Regions from separate parts of the Oryctolagus cuniculus genome. Here region 1 is linked to region 2. A link is a contact called in public Micro-C data. All regions are on one chromosome and are shown on one strand. The core of a region is the stretch at or near the end of the contact, and the rest is flanking DNA. Distances in the headings are between cores, read along the strand shown.

Evidence for each region. Hi-C and Micro-C count contacts between places; a contact is called where the count stands out from the background.
Region 1: a contact with region 2 is called in a Micro-C map of ear pinna, with 7 times the contacts expected there. The contact joins the promoter of KLF7 here to the promoter of CREB1 in region 2. A contact is called at or near these places in 2 of 6 Hi-C or Micro-C datasets (ear pinna and an unstated tissue).

The regions. Positions count from the first base shown.
Region 1 is chr3:32,703,789-32,711,560 of mOryCun1.1, forward strand. KLF7 (KLF transcription factor 7) reads left to right here and starts at 5,642. Exons shown (of 4, transcript XM_051848248.2): 1 at 5,642-6,286. The coding sequence starts at 6,185. It overlaps LOC127491571 (a long non-coding RNA gene), which reads right to left and starts at 5,717. Exons shown (of 2, transcript XR_007920306.2): 1 at 5,555-5,717; 2 at 1,983-2,493.
Region 2 is chr3:32,259,499-32,266,189 of mOryCun1.1, forward strand. It overlaps CREB1 (cAMP responsive element binding protein 1), which reads right to left and starts at 5,391. Exons shown (of 8, transcript XM_070070298.1): 1 at 5,225-5,391. It overlaps LOC127491851 (a long non-coding RNA gene), which reads left to right and starts at 5,411. Exons shown (of 4, transcript XR_011387144.1): 1 at 5,411-5,652.

The DNA of each region.
Region 1 (7,772 bases), core at 4,392-6,891, 440 kb after region 2:
GATATAGCACTACTATGTGACATCAGCAGTGTTCAGTGTTTAGCATCTTATTTTCAACCCTTGTGCTCTATATAGCATATGTCAAATGGCTGAATATTTTATGTAACATGTTGAATGACTGGTTGAATTTAAATGATGATTTTTGTTTTTCATTCAAGGATACTGACACTTCTAAATCATGGTAATTCAAGCCAGAAATGTGCCTATTGATATTAATTTCCATAGGAATCAAGTAGCACAAGTCACAGTAACACTAAATGTTCAATGCTCTAGGGTCTAGCACAACATTCTTGACAGTGAACTTTTGCTGAGTACTTGGATTTCTTATGTTTATTCTTGTCCTGAGCAAATTTTTGTCAAGTGGTAGATCACTGGAGTTAGAGAGAAGAGGCAAATGTTCTCCCTGGCCTACAAGCCCATCATTAACAGCACATCAGGTTGTTCCTTTTTTTTTTTTTTAAAGATTTATTTATTTATTTGAAAGTCAGAGTTACATAGAGAGAGAAGGAGAGGCAGAGAGAGAGGTAGAGAGGTCGTCCATCCACTGGTTCACTTCCCAATTGGCCAAAACGGCCAGAGCTATGCCAATCCAAAGCCAGGAGCCAGGAGCTTCCTTTGGGTCTCTCACACAGGTGCAGGAGCCCAAGCATCTGGGCCATCTTCCACTGCTTTCCCAGGTCATAGCAAAGAGCTGGATTGGAAGTGGAGCAACCGGGACTTGAACCGGCGCCTATATGGGATGCTGGCACTGCAGGCAGTGGCTTTACCCACTACACCACAGCACCAGCTCCAAGTTGTTCCTTTACTCATTTTATTTGACCCCACTACAATCACATTTCAATCTTCAGGGTGGGCTTTGGCATTTTATTTTAAAATAAACATATATTTTATTAGAGTATAACCTACCCACAGATCTCTAAACTCCAATAGCAAGACTCAGATCTTTTCTGGGGAAGATCAGCAGGTTACCTGCCAAGAATTCTTGATTAATTCTTCAAGACTAATTTTAGTTAAGCCCACCATGTCCTGAACCTCAGCATGTCAGGTCTCAAAATTGAAGACCCCAGGAAGTCAGATCAGACCTTGGCTAACTAAATTCACAAGAGGCAAACATGTAACTAAAATCTCTTTGTATTAATTGACAATAACAAGAAGTAGTGTCACAGTGACCAGGCTCTTGTGATTACAACCAGTACATTCTTTCCCTGCAGGCAGAACAAGTGGGAAGTCAAGTTATGAGCAGAAAGTGAGCACAGAATGAAAACAAAGAATTGTGTACTCTTGGGAAATATTTTATCCAAGATAGGAGAGGCCTGATGAAGACACCCCACCCCCTTTTTTTCCTCAATCATGAAAAAATTCTCAAGTGGCCACATATGCATTTTCTCCCTCAATTTAAAGTATGTCTTTCGGATATCTTACTTAACAGCCCACACCTCATTGACAATTGTTTTCTATGACGTAAAGGCTCCCTAAGTTCACACTTTCTTCCATTAGAGTAAGATAGTGTAGGAAGCAGAAGTCCTTAGAACATGAAATACTGTTCTATTCATACCCTGTGGTGGCAAAATTTACATTACAGTGCAAATACATACAATTCTATTGGAAATCTTGCCTCAAGTTTAAGGTTTCAGGGTATCAGTGAAAGTGAGGTTGATAAAACCAGTGGCAAAAGAGAATCTAGAATTAAACTAACAATGAAGGTATAATCAACACTGGTGATGACTCTATTGTTGCTTCAGCATACTTTGAATATCAAAGAACTGAGACCTTTGGGAGAACTTAGGCAGCTCTCTAACATTTTTTACAAAATGACCCTTTTTGATCATGCTGTGAAAGTCAATTATGAAAAAAAATTTAAAAAAAGAAAGTCAAATATGAAATAAAGCCTGTTGTAAGATGTGTAGAGGAGCAAAATAATATCTTGTCTTCACTCATCGCAAATTCATGGCTGACACTCCTATAACAAAACACAGGTTCACAAGAGAAAGCATAACAAATTTAATTAAAGTTTTACATTGGCATGAGAGACTTCAGATATGAAGACCCAAACCCTCAGGGGAAAGTGTATATTTTTATGCTTAGGTTTGATGAAGAATGGAAGTCATGTAGAAGTATGATTGCCAAAAGGAGGCATGATCTAAGGGAAATAAGCCTGGGGTGGTGGCAGAACTTAGCAAGGCTTATTTGTTCAGACTCTTCTTGGCCTGGGGGTGGGTGCCGAGCAGGACACCTGTCACATGAGGGTGGATCTTCAAGGGAGAAGGAAGGAAATTGAAGAGTGACCTTCCTAGGTTGTATGACTTGCTTCCAAACAGGGTTCTAGTTTTCATGAACAGCTTCATGGAAGAAACAACTCTTAAATGACCAGGGGAAGATCAGAGACCATCTTGCTTCTGTAGTTCTCCCAGTCTCCTACATCTCAAAATATTCAGCAATCTGAGGTGACAAACTTTGGAGTGTGGTGCTCTCAACCCCAGCAGGTGCTATATTCTGTAGGGAAAATTAAGCCAACAATAAGTTTCTTGATTTAATATTTATTCATTAATTCAATTAGCACATGGCTATGCTTAACAACATAAATTGTGTTGATATAGTAGAGAATAAATGCATTTCAATAGCATAGAGTTTTATTTCCAAATGAAGTCCTAAGCAAATCTTTTTTTTAACTAATTGCTCTGCAATTTGGCCCATGTTTTAAGATTTCCTTTGAGGGGGCTTTCCTGGTACCATTCACATCAGGATAATGGGGCTTCCTGACTAATGAAGCAGAGCTTTCCTGGTGGGAAGAAACAATGCCTTGTTTCTGTTTAAGTATGAAACTTTATTATTTTAGCTAAACTATCTTCATTTCTAAGTCCTTGGGAAGTAACTTACAAGTTACTACTATTTCCTATAGCATTACTTCCAAAGGATAATATTATTAGAAGTATTATCAATGTCCTCCAAAGCAATGCTGTAGAGGAGACAGACCTCATAGTGAACTTGGTGGCAGACCTATATTTGAATCTGCATTTGCCACACAATAGACATAATAGAGGGCAAATTATATGCCTTCTCTGAACATCAGTATTTTCACCTATATAAAATGGAGCAGTGGTAGCTTCCCAACATAGTTGTGAAGATCTGATATGAATGTGTGCACTGAGAAGTCATTTAATATGTGGTAGTCGTAACAGTGCTGCTTTTTTGGGTTCACTTGATTGCCAGAGTTCCTTTGTGATTTTAATTTGTTGATTGTTGCATACATGTGGATACTTTGCATGTGTTTTGCAATATGAACCCAGGGTCTTTAGGTTAGAAAAAGTAAGTAAGTGTGACTACTATTGAAAATATGCCTTTTGGAACACCTTGCTGCATAAATCTCTTAGAACCAATTCTGAAATATTCTTCAAACCTTCTAAAACTGGTTATAACGGGATTTTCAGGATTTATTTTGTAAAATTTTAGTTGAGTTCCTTTGTAAGTTGGATGGCTAACATCTACATGGGAAAAGTTCAACAGAACTCCTCCAGGCTCCCTTCCAATTTTTATAAATGCCTCAAAAAGCCTGGAGCAGTCCCCCAGTCCTAGGATTCAGATGCTTCTGATTGAACCCCAGTTTGACCACTTCCTGACTGTGGGACCAACAAACTTACTGGTTATATCCAAACCTGGTGTCTTCTGCCACAGAACTGGGGGATAGTGAAAGTGCCTATCTTGGGGTTCTCCTGAGATTCAATGAACCATCACATAGGAAAATTTGGGTATATACAGAATATTCTAAGTACCTAATAAATGGCCAACAGCTATTATTGAAATCTTTAAATTCACACGATAGCAAGCATGTTTCTATTTGTACCAAAATGGTAACAACGTAACACGCTCACAAAAAAGCTCACTTGAGTCTCCAACACCAAATCAGATACTTTGTTCTTGCCCCGTCTTTTGCCTCCTTTATGGAATTTCCTTCTATGAACATAGCTTCCGTCCTGTGCTTCTCAATGGCCTTCTGCTCATTTCCCTATCCTACTAGTATGGTGTGGGGGTGCAGGAGAGAGGACCTTATAAGTAAGCAGCAAGGGCTTTCTACCTCCTCTCCCTGCCGTCTCTAAGATTCTGATATGCCCCCACCTCGGCCCCCATGGGTCCAAGTATTCTGGTTTCTTACAGTGGCAGGCAGAAGCTCTGATCTGTTAATTTACTGAAAGTCACACAACCGGTAAAGAGGAGCCTCCCTGGACATCCTACACAGCCATCATTTTATTAAAATCACAAATTACACAACGAATGCTGTAAATCTGCCCAACCAGAATTCCAGATGCTAACAAGTAAATTAGTCAGACATTCCTCCATTCCAGTTATTCCTGTTTCATTTTCCCTGGTAAATACTAAATTTCAAGTTGTTCCACAAAGCAGAATCTTTCCCATATTGTGATACCAAGTCCCATGTAGTGAAAGGAAGGCGACAGGAGGAAGTGGATTAAGGTGAATGTGTTTCCTTCCGTTATGGCTAGAACGAAGTACAAAATTCTGCAATCTTTCAAAAAGTAGAAGTTCTGTTCACAGTGCATTTGGGGGAAACTTGAACCAACACTAACCATTTAAGGTCAAGCAAGCCCTTGGTCAGCCCTCACAGCTCAGCTAACACCATGTCTCCTATTTGTGTCTATGCGCCGGCTCCTAAGGCTCCTCGCCTCAACGCAGCGTGCAGACACCGCGGCCGAGAGCCACACAGCAAGGCCCCGCCACCTCCAGTCTCCGACGCCGCCCTCAAGCCCTAGCGCCCCTCGCAGTCACCCCGGCCGGGTCGGAAGGAGCGCGCGGGAAGTGGCGGGCGCGCGCACGGGGCGGGGACAGCGCGCGGCGCGGGGGCGGGCGCAGGCGGCTCTCCTCACACCGCTCGCCTTTGTTCTCTGCCATTGTGTGGCACTTCCTCCTCAGGCGCTGCTGCCCTGCACCATGGCAGCCGTGAGGAATTCGTGAAGGGACTTTTGGTGCCTTTCCTCCCTTTTCTGTTTGTTTATGAGTACGTGAGGACCTCCTTGGCGCCGCCTCTCGCTCGCGGTCGCCCGCCAGGGCCACGGCAGGAGGCGGGGTGGGACATGTCCTCGCCCCCGCCGGCTTCCCCGCGCCTCCCAGCCCGGTTCTCCTGCAGGAAGCCTCCCTAACCCAGCACTCTCCTGCCCGGTCGCGTCAGGACCACTACGGCAGCGCGCGACCCCTTGCCCGCCTAGGGACGCGGGCTGCGAGCGCGCGGGGCTCCATCGGGCACCAGGGCGCGGGTCGGAGGCCGGCGCGCAGCCCGAGCCCGGCCGCTTCGGCGTCCCGGGAGCCGGCGCGAGCGTCGCCGCAGCCCGCCCCGTCCCTCGCGCTCACGCTCCCCGGCCGCAGCGCGGCCGCCTCAACCCCCTTATATAGCCCTCTAAAAATAGCTCGCATCGCGCCGCCTTGTAAGGCAGCAGGGAGATCCGCAGCGCGCCAATCGGTGCCCGCCGCCGGGGCCAGGCTCCGCCCCGGGCCCCGCTCCGCGCTCCCCATTGGCCCTGAGTGACTTCATGAGCCCCCTGTTTACCTTACATGGTCACACGCGGCCTAATAGACGCCCTCCTCCGAGATCCCACGGCTGCGCGCAGAGCTGGGCGGAGGGAGGGAGTTTGGGGAGGGGGAAGAGCAGGAGGAGGAGAAAAGGGGAGGGGGGAGAGACTACAAACTAGCAAGGCTGGGGTGGGGGGTGGGGAGGGAAGGGAAGGGGGAGAGAGAGAAGCGATCGCGAGAAAAAAAAATGCAACCTCCCAAAATAAAGAGCAAAGATTGCATTAGGAGCGAACAGCGCTGCAGAAATAGATGGCAGCTTCGTGTCAGTGAGTTTGCATCCCCCGTCCTGATCCACGCGCCGGAGTGATCAGAGCCCTGGAAGGGAATTGTTACTCCCGTGAAGTCCCCTTTCCTGGCAGCCGTCTGCACTGTACACGCTGGATGCCTCGCTCCATCCACCCCGCTCACTCTCTCCTCTCTCACCTCCTCGCTCCCTCTCTCCTGCATTGATTTTTTTTTCCTTTATAGTTGACTGAAACAAAACAAAAACAAAAGGGCCACTGGATGTCTGCCTTCTTGGGGGGTGAGCCAGACAGACTGACAAACAAACAGCCCCGACTGTGTCCGGGGGAGGGTGTCTCCTCGCGTTGTGCCCGGCGGCAGCAGCATGGACGTGTTGGCTAGTTATAGTATATTCCAGGAGCTACAACTTGTCCACGACACCGGCTACTTCTCAGCTTTGCCATCCCTGGAGGAGACCTGGCAGCAGGTGAATGATTTAAATTACTTGTGTAAATCGTGTGTCGGTGGAGACGAAGGGGCTGCGTTGGTGTGGGCTGGGGTTGAATTTTTGTTTGTTCATTTTATTTTTCTTTTATATCTCTTTGGACTGTATTTTGTTTAAAATGTTTTCTGCAACAGTCCTATGCGCTTACCTCTCCACCGGCCCCAGTACCGGTAGTGTGCTTTGCGGAGCAGCGGGTCCCAGCTGCCTGCGTTTCAGTCACCAACACACATCCTTGCGCACACGTTGTGGGGGCTCCCTGTCACCCACCCCCCTCCCCGAACAGATCTGCCGAACTTCTGGGGTTCGGAGGAGCCGGGTGGGAAGGGGGTTTGGGGTTTTAGGAGCGATCGCTGACAGGATACCACGTCAGTACGTGCAGGAGCTCTACCTTCTTGGTACCTTAATCAGGTTCATCTCTTTCAACTGGTGCTGACGACTGTCAGATGGGGGTGGGGGATGTTGGGGCAGGAGTGTTTTCCCGGTAAGGAGCTAATGTCAATAAAGGAATAGGAGCTTGCTTTTGAGATTAGAACGTGGGCAGAAGGCAGCAGAGCAAGTGACAAAAGATACTCAGGGATATCTACAAGGAGGATGGAAGATGTGTCTGTCTTGGGCTGACAATGCATCCTGGGCTTCCCCAGTGTAATGCCTCCGGAGAGAAAACACCCTTTGCCCCTGCCCTTCTCTCTCTCTCTCTCTCTCCTCTCCTCTCTCACTGGGGTCCCTCTCCAGTTAGATGGCACAAGCTCGGACAAAGGGTGGCATGTGCTTCCATGCCCGGGACTCTGTCTTAGAGGACTAGTTAGGAAACTCCTAGGATGCTGAGGGCACGGACACTAAGTTGGCTGGGTGTCCCAGCGAGGATGAAGCGGGGCTGGGGACAAGTTCACCGGGCTTTGTGAAGTCCAGTAAAGTGCTGGTCAGTGAAAAGGGCTGGGTCTGCTGCGGAAACGGTGGTTTTTCCAGCAGCGATTAGGAGCTGCTGAGGGGACATTCTGCAGGGAAGATGGTGGGTGGGGGCGGGGGGAGCACGGGTATTTAAAAACCCCGGAGTGTGCACCATGGAAAGTCCAGGAAGACAGTCCAGATTTGCACATCGGAAGTGTGAACTTGTACAGTCGGTGCTGCAGAAAGCCACTTGCCCTTGGGGAGGGCTGCAAGAGGCTTGGTGTGTGGCTGCTCATGTAACTTCTCCGCTCAGGCTCAGTGACAGCAGCTTGTTAAGGCTAATGAACGGCTGAATTTCCTCTGCCAGCATCCAAAGCAGGATTTGCCAGCTTGGGGCTGGGATGTAACAGTTGTTGCTTTCATCGAGAGAGGTTTGGCTTTTGGTAGAAGGAGCTGGAGTGGCAACAAGGATCCTCTGCCTGAACCATTGTTACTAGTTGTTGTTCTCTCCTGATTAGAAGCTGTGAGTTTTCCTCCAGGTATTGGCTTCTGGTGTCTGTGTGTCAGCACATGCATTCCT
Region 2 (6,691 bases), core at 4,141-6,640:
AATAAATCTTAAAAAAAAAAAAAAAAACTTTAGTATCTATGATCACAACACCTTTACTATAACCTGAGCATACAAAGAATGACACTATTTAATGATAGTTTTATTTGTGTCCCAGCTGCTGCATTAGTTATTTTTTGAGTTTAATCAATGATAAAAACTTAAAGCACATGTATTTTAAAGATAAATATACTAACAGCACATGCATTTAAAATACACTATTGCCTAATGCTGCTTTGAAGAGCCATGAAAGAAAAACAGAGAGGCACTGAAACTTGTGTGTGTTAGCTGAAATGTGTAGTACTTGGTCCAAATGGTTGGTCAAGGACTTTCAGAGTTAAAAAAGAAACAAAATCTAAGCTGTAAGGTTTATAATCTTAGCACTCAGTCACATAGGGGAAGTTATGTTTCAAATGTAGGTACAGAATACAAAACCCACTAATAATTACACTAAGAAATTTTGGAAAACCACTAAGGTAAGTTAATGAGTATACAACCAATAAATAAATTCAAGGAAGATGTGTATTTTTATAACAGCCATGCTGGGTAATGATGTCGCATGAGCTATCTGTTTTAAAAAACATAAACTCGACTATACGAAATTCTCTCAATTTTTTTGCCAAAATAATTGATTGTGGCAATCTGTTCCAGACTGTAAGAATTTTAACAGACCATTAAGTTAACTCAACACAGCTGACTTGTCTGCCTCATATAGGAAGACACTTCAAAAAGTTCATTGAGAATGGAATAAAAACATGTTTATTTTGCTATAAATAACTTTGAAATTCATCAATTTTCCAAAAATCCCTAACATATCTTTATCATTTATTTCACTAAAACTTTCAAAAAATGGCAATAAAGAATAAGGCAGTTCAAATGACAACTTCCTATCAAAAACAGTTTTTCATTCAAATGAAATGTTTTCCATTTAAAGAAGTAAGGTATAATGGCGAATTTCCTTAGTTTAAAAGGTCATATAAGAGCTAAAAATGAAATCAGTTCACTCACTGGTTAAGAGATACAAGTACATCTATATCTATACATAATGAAGAAACTCTTGATGGGGATACCATCTAATTGCTAAACCACAGTAAGTGAAGGGGGAGGGAGGAAAACATAGGATATTATAGTATGTATCATTTGTATAAAGGGGAGGAGGACATGGATTAAATATCAGGAAACACAAATAAAAAAGGTTAACACCTGGGTGATGGGGCTGGCACTGTGGCACAGCAGGTAAAGCTGCCGCCTGCATTGCAGGCAGCCTATATGGTTGCTGGTTCAACTCCCAGCTGTTCCTCTTATGATTCAGCTCTGTGCTGTGGCCTGGGAAAGCAGTGTAAGATGGCCCAAGCCCTTGGGCCCCTCTGAGGCTCCTGGTTCCTGGCCGTTGCAGCCATTTGGAGAATGAACCAGTGGATCAAAGACCAACCTCTCTCTCTGCTTCTGCCTTTCTGTAACTGCCTTTCAAATCAATCTTAAAAATAAAATAAAATAAAATAAAAAATAAAACTGGGTGATGAGAACAGGATATTTTGTTACACCGTATATGTTCTGAAACTTCTGAATGAATTACTCATTCAAAAACAAAATTGAAAATATAATTTGCTAGATTTTGCTTCACAAACGGTGATGTCTTTCTTTTAAATGCTTTCTTCTGATGCATATTCTTACTACTCATTATGCTCCCAACACTTTCTTGGGGATAGAGGTAAGACACTAACATCTTTGGATCTGCTTAAGTCTACTAACATAGTGCTAACAATAATAAACTTAAAAAAAAAAAATTAGGTAACACTTATTGAGCACTTGTAAAATACCAGGCTATTATTGTATGGTTATCACCAAGGAAAGTTGAGGTGTGGAGAAGAATCTTGCCCAAGGTCCCCCAAGTGGGAAGCTAAAATAAAAGCTTAAGATAAACAGCCAACTAGTAACTAGTGAGATGATTCCCTAAGGAACTTTACACTGATCTCACAACCCTATGAAGTAGGTGGTATTATTCTAACTTTAAGACAAGGAAATCCATGCTGAGGAAGATTTAAGAAACTTCCCATAGCTCACATCACAGCTTTAGCACTGGATTCAAACTCAGGCCTATGGTTCCAACTAGATGTCTTTCAACTACATTCTGTCATACTTAATTGCTAAATAAATATCTGAATTACCACAAATTATAAAATTGAGTTCACATATGGGTAATAAAAAAAATTCCTGCATTTTCAAAGATTCTCTACTACATTCTTAAATTCAGATCTAGGCTCTAACTAGAAAATAAATAATCCACCATTGGCACACAGCACATCAAGAATTTTCCAAGACTATGTTACAGGTTAGGTTGCCTAAAAACAAGTTTATGTAGCCAAATCTGATATTTATGGAATAAATGAAATTATAAATTCTAGTGACACACTATAAGCATTAAGTTACATGTAAATAATTTTCTGCACTGTGGGGAAAATACTTAAATGATGTGAAATGGAACAGCTGGTTTCATTATAACATGCTGTACAGAAACAAAACCAAATAACTTAGAATGAGACAAAATAAAGCCATTTCTTTTTGAAGAAAACAAATTATCCACTAATCACATCTAATTAGTTTCAAAAAGAAAAAGGTACCATTTCATGAATCAGGCTTTAAGCCCCAAGTTTCCATTTTCTGTGAATATTTCAATGACTTAACATTTATCTCAAAGTTACCACTAGTGATATATTTGTTATTCAATTTAAGTATTTAGAGTTGTTCTTTACACAGTGCAATGGGACATAATGGGTTAAGTTTTTTTTCAGGCTGTTATGTGAGGAAAAGTCGTTCAAAAGTAGTAACATTATAGAGTTTTAAGTTCCAAAAGAACACTCTTCAGGAAAATTATGTCACAAAGAATTCATTAGCTTTCTAAATGCAAGTGTCCACTAAAAAAAAAAAATTTAAGTAGACCCAGCTGTAATTTTTACTGAACCTAGGACAGCACAGAGGTTTAATTTCATGCCATGTTCCTGGTGAATGTTCAAATATTAATGACTATAAAAGTTTGAGAAATCTCACTTGGATTTGCTAATATTCAAAAATTATGAATCTATAAATTTTAAAGACCTTTTGGATAAGACTGAAGAAGGAATGCACTAGAAACTTTTTAAAAAACTCAGAAAAAAAATCTAACTGGTTTGCAGGAAAAATTTATTAAGGAAAAAACAGTAATCTACCACCACCAATAACTTCTTCAGTGTTTGGAAATAAAAAAGGAAATTCCCTTTATTTGCATCTTCTCAAGTTTCTCAGCAATGACAAATTGCCAATGTGGTCTTTTAAAGACTAGCAACACAACTACAAGAAAACTGACTTAGATACAGGAAAGTCAGAAGAGAATGCTGCTCCCGCCGGTCAGGATTTACCCCTAAACCAGAAGAAGCCTTGCATGTATCAATCACAATTCAATCACACAGTGACAGGTGAGTATTTTTAGAACAAATTATCTGTTCATCTCTCTCACCATCTAAAACGACCGTTTGGGGCTTCACTTTTAAATCAGGAAATGCTTAAAAGTACAAGTTGTCAATAGGCAGCTACCGAAAAGGATCTTACACTAAACCTTCAGAAGACAGACCTAAGGGCAAGCTAAGGCTAGAGTGAAACTCGGTAAGGAGCGACAAATCTAAGTAGGTCATACTGCACGTCCTTTAAAAATGTGGTGTTTTAACCTTGTGTCAGTGACTTTACTGCTGTCCCTTTTCTCAAAAGACGAAGAAAAGTAAGTTTTGTGGCTTAAATTACAGAATGGGGTTCCCCACTGTATGCAAGACAGATCATGGATACTGTTAATGTCTACTTTTAGCACTGTTAGGACATCCATTTCTCATTAAAGTTTATAAAGAGATCCGTGGGAAACTTGGTAGGGGGTGAGGAGAGACCCAGGTGACTCACCCAGCTGACATGTGTGCACCCCCCTCAAAGTGATGCAAAACAAAAGTACGTCTGCGAATGCTCGTTTCAACGAAGTGTTTCAGAATGTTAGACCTCAACTGGTTACTACCTAACTGAAAAGGGTTAAAACCGAAACTGTTTCAAACACCAGCTTCCCTTTTACAAGATCCCAACAGGTTTCTTTTTTTTTTCTTAAAGTTATTACAAATGTTTTTCTTAGCACCCCGTTCCTTCCAAAAAGAATGCATTTCCATGGCTACTGACTTTTAAAAAAAGAAGCGGGGGGGAGGGGGCAGTAAGGGAAAGAGTCAAAAATTCCCTAAAAAAAGCACGACCTCTCATCATCTCAATTGAGCGGCAAAAGGGCAGAAGACAGCCTTTCCCCAACGTTGCGGGAGCGGGGGGCGGAAAAGGGCACCAAGAAAAATACAGCACGAGAAGAAAGCTTGGGGTTCGAACTTTATTGCACAAAAGAGCGTGGAGGGGAGAGCGGATCAGACGCTGCGGCTCTTGCCCGCGCGAAGCGGGCACGCCGGGCTCGGAGGCTACCGGGAAGGCGGCAGGCACCTTCACCTCCTCTGCCCTCGACCGTCGCCTTCTTCTTCCTTCTCCACCCCCCACGGGCTCCCCGGCCGCGGCTGCCCCGCCGGGCCGAGTCGGGCCGGGCCGGGCCGGGGGCGAGGCGGGCGGCGGGGGCCGGCCGGCGGGCGAGCGAGCGAGCGAGCGGGCGGCGCGGGGGGCAGCGCCGGGCCGGGCGGGCGGCCTCCCCCGGGGCGGCTCCCGGCTCCCGGCTCCGCGCCCGGCCCGGCGGCGGCGGCGGGAACGCGGGCGCCAGCTCGCCGAGGCCGCCCGCCCGCCCGCCCGCTCGCTCGCCCGCCCGCCCGCACACACACCCCGGCCGCCGGCTCCCACCCCGCTGCCCGCCCGCCGCCCCCCGCCATGAGCGCCGCCGCTGGCTGCAGGCAGAGTCGCTGCCGCCCCGGCCGCCGCTGGCTCCAGTCCGCCGCCATTATTCTTTGTTCGCTGCGAGCGGCGGCGATGTTGTGGGGCTCGGGCGGAGGCTCCATCTTTACCGCGGCCCCTCCTGCGAGGGGAAGGCCCCGAGCGCGGGTGTCCGGCGCCTCCCCGTCCCCCCTCCGTCCCCCCGGCTCTCTCCGGCTCCTGCCTCCTCCTCCTGCTCCTCTTACCGGTGGTACAAGCTCCTCCGTCACTGCTTTCGTTCGCGGCCCGGATCTCGCTGGAGTTTTATTCTCTCCCCCACGTAACACACCGCGTCAAACTACACCTCCGCCGCGTCACTCACCAACACTCCGCTTCTCCCAGCCGCCCGGGCCACAGGCAGCAGCAGCCGCCGCCGACTGAGGAGCCGCAGCCAGGGAGCCAGCCAGCGCCGCCCAGTGCCGAGTGCGCAGCGGCTGCGCACGGAAACAGCCGAGCGCGGCCCGGAGCGGCTCGAGCGGCCCCGCCCCCGCGTTGGAGGCGGAACTTGCCGAAGGCCTTCGGGCTCCTTCGCGCCAGGCGGAGCGGGGCTCAGCGGGGAAGGGGCCGGGCGGCGAGGGCTGAGACCCGTGCGGGGAGGAGCGCTCTCTACCCCGGCGTGGCGTTCGGGGCGCTGAAACCCCGCGGCGGAAATTTGCAGGAGGAAGCGGGGTTGGTGTGTGACCCGGTGGGGGAATTCCCAAGGGTTCTAGGTGACTGGCTGGAAACCCCCCGCAGGCCTACCCCGAGGCGGTAAGCGGCGGGCTCTAGGGCGGCCACGGTGAGCCCCCGCGCGCCGCCGGCCCGGGAACTTTCAAACACGGCGGGGACGGTGTGGGTGCGGCGGCCACCGGGCAGGGGAGCGAGGGCCACCGCGCCTCGGCCGGCACCCGCAGGCCCGGGGCCTGGCTTGGGCGCTGGCGCTCGAGCAGGCCGCGGGGGGCGTCGCAGGGCCTTGGTGGCGCGGGCTGCCCAGCGGCCGCGAGCGGGGTCGTTCTTTGTCCGGAAGGCAGGGGCTCCGGAATTCGCGGTTGAGCCCTGCGACGTGGGCAGCCCGTCTTGGGGTTCGGTCGGAGCGAGGTTGCTCCTCCTCGGCGCTCGAAATTCGGCCCCACCCCACCTGCCCGCCCTTCTTGGGGCGACATCCTGTGCCTCATTCTCTTTTCGCCGCCTTTCTGCCGCAGTGGTTTGCGCACCCACCCCCACCCTAAGGCTGACACTGTGACTTCCGTGGCCTCCAGGCTGCTGGCACTGCTCCCCCAGGTCGCCCAAGGCCAACCACCGAGTCTCCTCTCCGCTCCTGCAGGCCTCTCCCTGGGTGAAGTCGTGTCCCTTGAAGCCGACTTGTCTTTCTGGAGTAGACCTGGCCCTGCTACCCACTGACTTCTGCTAGGAAGAGAGTTCTCCTTCCTGTTGCTGGCCATCCCCTTTCCGTTAGTTGTTTGCAGGCTTTCCTTCCTGCCATCTCTGCACCAATATTTTAACCATGCTTATTTCTACCCATGGTAAACGCCTTTTCAGCGACTCCACCTGTTAGCTCGTGGGCAGTCGCAGCCTCCTGTCCTTGCTTTACCCCCACTCGTGTAATGGGCTCCCTGGGCCGCTTTTGAGTGCCCCTCCTGTGCTTTGTAAGGCTGTCTCATACTCTTCCAGGGCCTCAGGTGTCCTCTGTCAAAGACCTGTCTGATCCTAAAACTCAAGCCAAAGCCTTCCTCTCGAACGTGGACACGTTATTTCCAACTGCCTTTGCTGCAGTTCATTTGGATGACTGAGGAATGTCAACCTGTACTCG